Linked DNA regions of Mus musculus: region 2 is linked to region 1. Evidence: chromatin contacts called from public Hi-C data. All regions are on one chromosome and are shown on one strand. Each heading gives the region's core, a stretch centred on a gene start, on an enhancer-like site or on the middle of the called end of the contact. The rest is flanking DNA. Distances are from core to core; before and after follow the strand shown.

Region 1 (3,125 bases), core at 186-2,685:
TCAATGTTAACACCCCCGACTGAGAGTGGAGACAGAAAAGAGCTGGCAGCCTCAGAAGGAACAGTCCAGCATTGTCTGGGCCTGGTAGACAAATGTCGTCATCTGAGGAGGAGGAGGAATGTGGAGGGCAGTGTCCCTAACCTGCAGGTTGTTTCTCAAGGAACGAGCAAGCTTTGCTCTGCTTTCTGCAGAGCCGCTGGAGTCTTGGTATATTCCATGTGTGGCCCCTGGGGTAGCGGGACCTCCAGGGAACTTACAGATGAGCATTAGACTGCCTTCCATCTGGCCTCTTGAACTGGAGCCGGCATCTCAGCTAGCTCCCCGGGTGACTGCATGCACAGATCTTACAGTGATTGCACGCACAGGCTTTACAGTGCAGTCCTAGGGCAGCCTCTGCCAGGCTCACTCTACACAGGTGCTCTGCCATTGCCGCCGGGATGGAATGCGCAGGTGGTCTCCAAGGAGCCCTTCGAAACTAAATTGCTGGATTTAATGAAAAGTGTCACACTCAGCCAAGTCGAATGTTCTCCACTTTACAAAGGGCTTTAAGATTAATGAATTAATAAAGGTGCCATGGTGCCGCTGCTCCAACAAGTGAATTTAGAGTTCTTATTAGCATCCTTTCACTGGGCATCTGGATAGACCCAGGAGGCCTCAACTAGGATGACCCCCCATCTCTCACACATCCTTTCCCATCCACCTCTTCAGGAGGGGAAGCGTCGTGGGATGTAACATCAAGAGAACTGTGACGGAAAGATACGCCTGCAGGAACTGGAGAAAAAACAACATGTGGTCTAAGAATACTTACTGCTCTTTGCCTGTCTATCACTAGTACAGTCCATAAGCTTTCTCCTGGTATCATCCAAAGGTGTGTGTGTGAGAGAGGGGTGAGGGTTGGGAGGAGAGGACAAAAAGACAAGAAAGAGAAGGAAAAGGGTAGCTGGGTGTGGTTTGCTCTCCCTTCAAACCAGTACTTGGGAGACAGAGGCAGGCAAATCTTTGTGAGTTTGAGGCCAGCCTGATCTACACAGCAAGTCCTGGACAAGCCAGGGCTGCATAATGAGAGTCTGTTTAAAAAAGAAAGAAGTGGGGAGCAGGGGTGGGGGACACCAAGATCTAGTAATCTTGTGCCGTCCTATGAATGGACAGAGGCATGGATTCTGGGCACTGAAGTTGCCTCCACCCCCACCCCGAGGCCACAGTGTACACACCAGCACCTCCATCTTAATTCAACTTGCCCTCTCCCAGCCTCTCCACTGAGCAGACCATCTTGGTAGCAAGCCACCCTCCAGCTTCAAGGTTGTTTCTGGATTTGGGGGCTGCCAGAAAACCAGTTAGATGCAAGGAAACAAAAGAGATTCAGGGGCTAGAGAGGCATTCGTTCGGCTAATGAGTGAGATGACTCACGGGCTGACTCAGAGGAACAGGGCGAACAAGGCTCGACTGGGAGAGAGAAGCAGTGGGGAGTAGACCTCAAAGGAGCCCTGCAAGCCAGATCTAGGAGGCCAGGGACATACATGATGGTTTGGGTTTGGAGGGGTAGCAGAGCCTCAAACAGAGGGAGATAGGGCTGCTTCTTCTTCTTCTTCTTCTTCTTCTTCTTCTTCTTCTTCTTCTTCTTCTTCTTCTTCTTCTTCTTCTTCTTCTCCTTCTCCTCCTCCTCCTCCTCCTCCTCCTCCTCCTCCTCCTTCTCCTCCTCTTCCTTCTCCCTCTCTTCCTCTTCCCCCTTCTCCCCTCCTTCTTTTCCTCCCCATCCTTCTCCTTTTCATCATCTTCCTCCTCCTCCTCCTCCCCCTTGTCCTCCTCCTTTCCCATCTTCCTCCTCTTCCTTCTTCTTCTCCTTCTCCATCTTCTTCTTACCCCCAGAAGTTGGGTTGTGAATCTATAGCCTTCTGTGCTCTGAGAGCCGTGTAGTATCCTCCAGGAACAGTGAACTGCTTGCAGGCAAATCTCAGGGCACAAACTCAGCAGGGATTGTCATCAGGTCCCAGGCAGTGAGCAGAACCAGGACCCACCCTCTAGGTTTCTAGTACATTATGGGGCGGGGCGGGGCAGGGGGGGGGGAAGCTCTTTTGATTTTTTTTTTTAAAGAAGTGTTTTACATTTGAGAACACTGTGATCCAACCTGTGCTTATAAATATATTGAAAATGGTTCTAAACATATGACTAAGGCATCTTCTCCTTTGTGAATGGCTAATTGAGGTTTTGAGATGGAAGATTCCAAGGCTGATTATTGTTTTGAAGGTTAGTACTTACATTGCCATATGAGGTTGTACCTGAAATGATATGACTGTCCACCTACACAGTAGAACCAGGTCTCTGGAAGATCACAGCTTTGTGACCTGGTCGAGTGTAGGGACAGACTACTAGGTGATGAATTTTCTTCATGTGTCAAATAAGTGGCAAAGGATCAAACCGGCAGCCTCAGCCCATTCCGTCAACGTAAACCCACTGAGCTAGCTATAAATAACTTTAGTTGATTACATATTTATATGTAATTTGATGGTTGATGTCGCAAATGTACTTCAGCAGAGCAGTATGAGCAGAGGCAGGAGTTCTTGGCAGCTTGGCAACCTGTCACCTTTCAAAAAAAGAAAAAAAAAAAAGCCATAGAATTTCAGCATCCCTGGCCCCAACAGACAGCAACAGTGTTGGTTGGCTGTTGTTAATTTCAGCCTTGGCTAACTACTTTTCTGTCACCATCATGTTGCCTGTATTTAATGCTGGCTGTTTTATAACATTATAACCCCATCTGTCTGATAATTATGGAAGTGCTGGAGAGTGTTGAGTGTGCTGATCATAGCAGGCTTATTCTGATGAAAATAAAGAGAAAAGTCGTCAGAGCTGCACGTGGGTAAGAAGAAATGGTTCATTCGTCTACACTGGAGATCAAACCCAAGGCCTCTGCCATGCTAGGCTCTACCAGGGAGTATTGGGCTCATCCTGAAAGACAGAGAGACTGAAGACATTTTGGATATGCTGGTGGGCCTGTGCAGTAAACAGTCATCTGGGAAAAAAAAGAGAAAAAAAAATCTTAAAAAGGGAAACTCATTTGAATGCCTCCTTAGGAGATGAGTGACAACACGGAATACATAGACTCCAAATGCAAATTCAGGTAAGGGCTG
Region 2 (3,125 bases), core at 263-2,762, 80 kb before region 1:
CATAAAAATAACACTTAGCAGACGTGTTAAATACGTACAAGGAAATTAGGAAAATTGTAAAATCAATCACCTAAGCTTCCACCCTAAGGAGCTAGGACAAAAAAAGAAATGTAACCATGAATATCACAATAAATAAAAAGTAAAGCAAAAATTACAGTAGAAATCAAACTAAAAATGAGAACTAGGAAAAAGAATGAAGCCAGAGATTGAGTCCTTAAAAACAAAACAAACAAACAAACAAAAAAAACGGCAAACCTCTAGCTAGGGTAAGCAAGAGGAAGGGAAAAACAAAACAAACAAACAAATGTAAAACAGAACTTACAGATCACCAAGCATGGCAGTTTGGGGTTTTGTGGGTTTAGCTGTCCTTTCTTGCTCAGAGTCAGGGTGCTGGACAACCTTGACAAGGAGGCAATAGTGGCCTGGCTGGCAGCAGCTAGGAAATAACAGGAGTTCCATTGCCACCAGCAGAGTGGCTTCCATTCCTGGCTTCAATGCCCAACCTATTTCCTAGGCCCCCAGTCCCTGCCACTTCTTTCCAGCAACAGTGGAAACAGGAAAATAAGCTCCAAGGAAGGGAGGGCTCATTAGGGAGAGTATGCTGTGAGAGTGTGTGTGTGTGTGTGTGAGAGAGAGAGAGAGAGAAAGAGAGAGAGAGAGAGAGAGAGAGAGAGAGTGTGTGTGTGTGTGTGTGTGTGTGTGTGTGTGTGTGTGTGTGTGTGTGTGCCCATGTGCGTGCGTGCGTGCATGCCTGCCTGCCTGCCTGCCTGTATGTATGTCTAAGAGTCTGCAGAGACCAAAGAGGATGTCAGATTCTCTGGAGCTGGAGTTACAGGCTCTGAGAATGTCAAACACTCTTTCTAACTATTGAGCCATCTCTCCAGCTCCCTGGTTTCTATTTTTTTAATTAACATATAACATTTATACTCACTTATGTGACCACATTACAAATCAAATTTCTGTGCAAATACAATGTATAATGGCCAAACCAGAGTACTCAGAACTCCCATCCCTCAAATATCAACTCCCTATGATTCTGGGAACTCAAATCTTCCTCTAGTTATTGTGAAATGTACAACTAATGGCTCTGGATTAGTTCCCCAACTTTGTAACATAAGAGAACTATAGCAATTGTATCTGCGTACTGCTTATCTTACCCTGTGACTGCTTTCCCTTCCTAGCTTCTACTAAGTGCTATTGTACATCTACTATTATGTGATTAATGTCTTTAGCTTCTGCAATATTTGTCTCTCTATACTTAATTTACTTTACTTAACATAATGCCCTGAAGTTTCAGTCATGCATCGGCAGGATTGCATCCTTGTTATGGTTAAACAGTATTCTTCCTAACCCCTGCTCTGTCACACACATATATTCATGGACACACATACACCACACATAAACACACACACACAATCTTTGAAAACAAAATCTGTGTGTATACATGCATGCCTGTATATATGAATGCCATTTGTGTGTATGCCTTGGAGGCCAGAAGAGGGCACAAAAGCCCTGAGTCTGGAGTTCTAGATGACTGTGAACCACCTGTCAATCAAACTCCAGTCCTATGCAAGAGCAGCAAATGTTCTTAACCACTGAGCCATGTCTGTTCCCACACAGTTTTTAAAATCCATTCATCTACTGATGGACATCTTGGCTGACTCTATAATTCTGGTTCCTGTGACTAGTGCTGCAATAAGCAGGGGTGTGGGTATCTCTTTGATGCAATGACTTTTATATACCCAGGAGTAGGGCTGCTGGGTCATAAAGGTTTTTGAGAGGCCTCTGTACTGTTTCTATAGCAGCTACACGTGTTCTTACTGACTGACTGACTGACTGACTGACTGACTGACTTTCTCATATCACTACCCACAATATACAATTATCCTTTCTCTAAATCCTAGGCAAGTTCCTACACAAAACTCACTAATCTATAAAAGCAAAAATCAGGCTACAGAAATAATTAAAATCTTGTTCTGGTAAGGACTCTGTTAAAAGGTAAAATGAGAAGATACAGCCTGGAAGAACCTATTTTATGTTCAAAAAATGATATCTAAAATAATACAAGTATTTACAATGATTAGGCTTTGAAAAAAAGCAAACAATTCAATTAGAAAACAGGCAAGGCATGAATAAGAACTCATTAAGCATATCCAAGGAGGCAGATAAGCATATGAAAACATGTGCAACACCAATAGCCATCACAAACATCCACCACCAGTCATCATTACTTGCCTATCAGAACAGCTAAAATTAAAACACAGTGATGGCTCAAAGGCTATTACCAACTCAGAGAAACTTCAGATGACAATGGCTCAATGGCTAATGACCTGAATTCAATCCCCAAGACCCACATATTAGGAGAGAACTAACTCTTACATGTTACACACACACACACACACACACACACACACACACACACACACAAGAGAAAATGGAATACCTGTACCCTAATGTGAGTGTAAAATGGTACAGCCATTTTAGGTGTATATTATAGTTTCTTAAGTATTTTTTGTGTGATTCAGTAACTAAACTCGCCGGGCAGTGGTGCCACATGCCTTTAGTCCCAGCACTGGGAGGTAGAGGCAGGTGGATCTCTACAAGTTTGAGGCCATAGGCTACATTGAAAAATCCTGTCTAGAAAACCCAAAAAACAAACCAAAAAACAACAACAACAAAATAAACAAAAAACCCAACAACAACAACAACATAAAACTAGACTCTTAAACACTGATTCAAGGGAAATAACATTTTATATGCAAATAAAAACCTACATACAAATGTTCAAAATTGCCTTACTTCTAATAATCCCAAACTGGAAGCAATCCAGATATCCTTCAATTGATAAAGACCAAACCATACTATACTTAAGGAACAGATAAACACATTAATTGCTTTTATTTGCTTCAACCAAAAACTAATAAAAATGGCTACTCAAATTAGAAGGAATAAAAGGGCTAAAGGACAGATACGAAGCTAAGCTGTACAGCTTAAACTCTGAAACCACAGGGGCTGGCAGATGGCTAAGATAAAAGTACATGTGGCTCTTGGAGAGGACCCAGGTTGGTTCCCAAGCCCCTACAAAGTGCCTCACAACCATGCATAACTTCAGCTCTAGGGGATCA

Evidence for each region. Hi-C and Micro-C count contacts between places; a contact is called where the count stands out from the background.
Region 2: a Hi-C map of bone marrow-derived macrophages shows a contact between it and region 1, with 2.6 times the contacts expected there. The contact joins two enhancer-like sites. A contact is called at or near these places in 4 of 39 promoter capture datasets (cranial neural crest, embryonic stem cells, hippocampal neurons and 1 more), 3 of 484 Hi-C or Micro-C datasets (Th1 cells, bone marrow-derived macrophages and uterus) and 4 of 115 datasets of contacts at active chromatin or transcription factors (CD8 T cells, bone marrow-derived macrophages, embryonic stem cells and 1 more).

What each region holds. Positions count from the first base shown.
Region 1 is chr6:31,330,696-31,333,820 of GRCm38.p6, reverse strand. The region is part of intron 3 of 2210408F21Rik (RIKEN cDNA 2210408F21 gene); the gene reads right to left. Among named protein-coding and RNA genes, the nearest start is that of Mkln1os, 67 kb to the left of the region's middle. Within about 2 kb of position 1,435, at least 84 of the 459 cell types and tissues checked have an H3K27ac peak or open chromatin away from gene starts, as enhancers often do. A contact at or near this core is called in bone marrow-derived macrophages, where this site is marked.
Region 2 is chr6:31,411,103-31,414,227 of GRCm38.p6, reverse strand. All of the region lies in intron 1 of Mkln1 (muskelin 1, intracellular mediator containing kelch motifs), which reads right to left. Among named protein-coding and RNA genes, the nearest start is that of Mkln1, 14 kb to the right of the region's middle. Within about 2 kb of position 1,512, at least 27 of the 459 cell types and tissues checked have an H3K27ac peak or open chromatin away from gene starts, as enhancers often do. A contact at or near this core is called in bone marrow-derived macrophages, where this site is marked.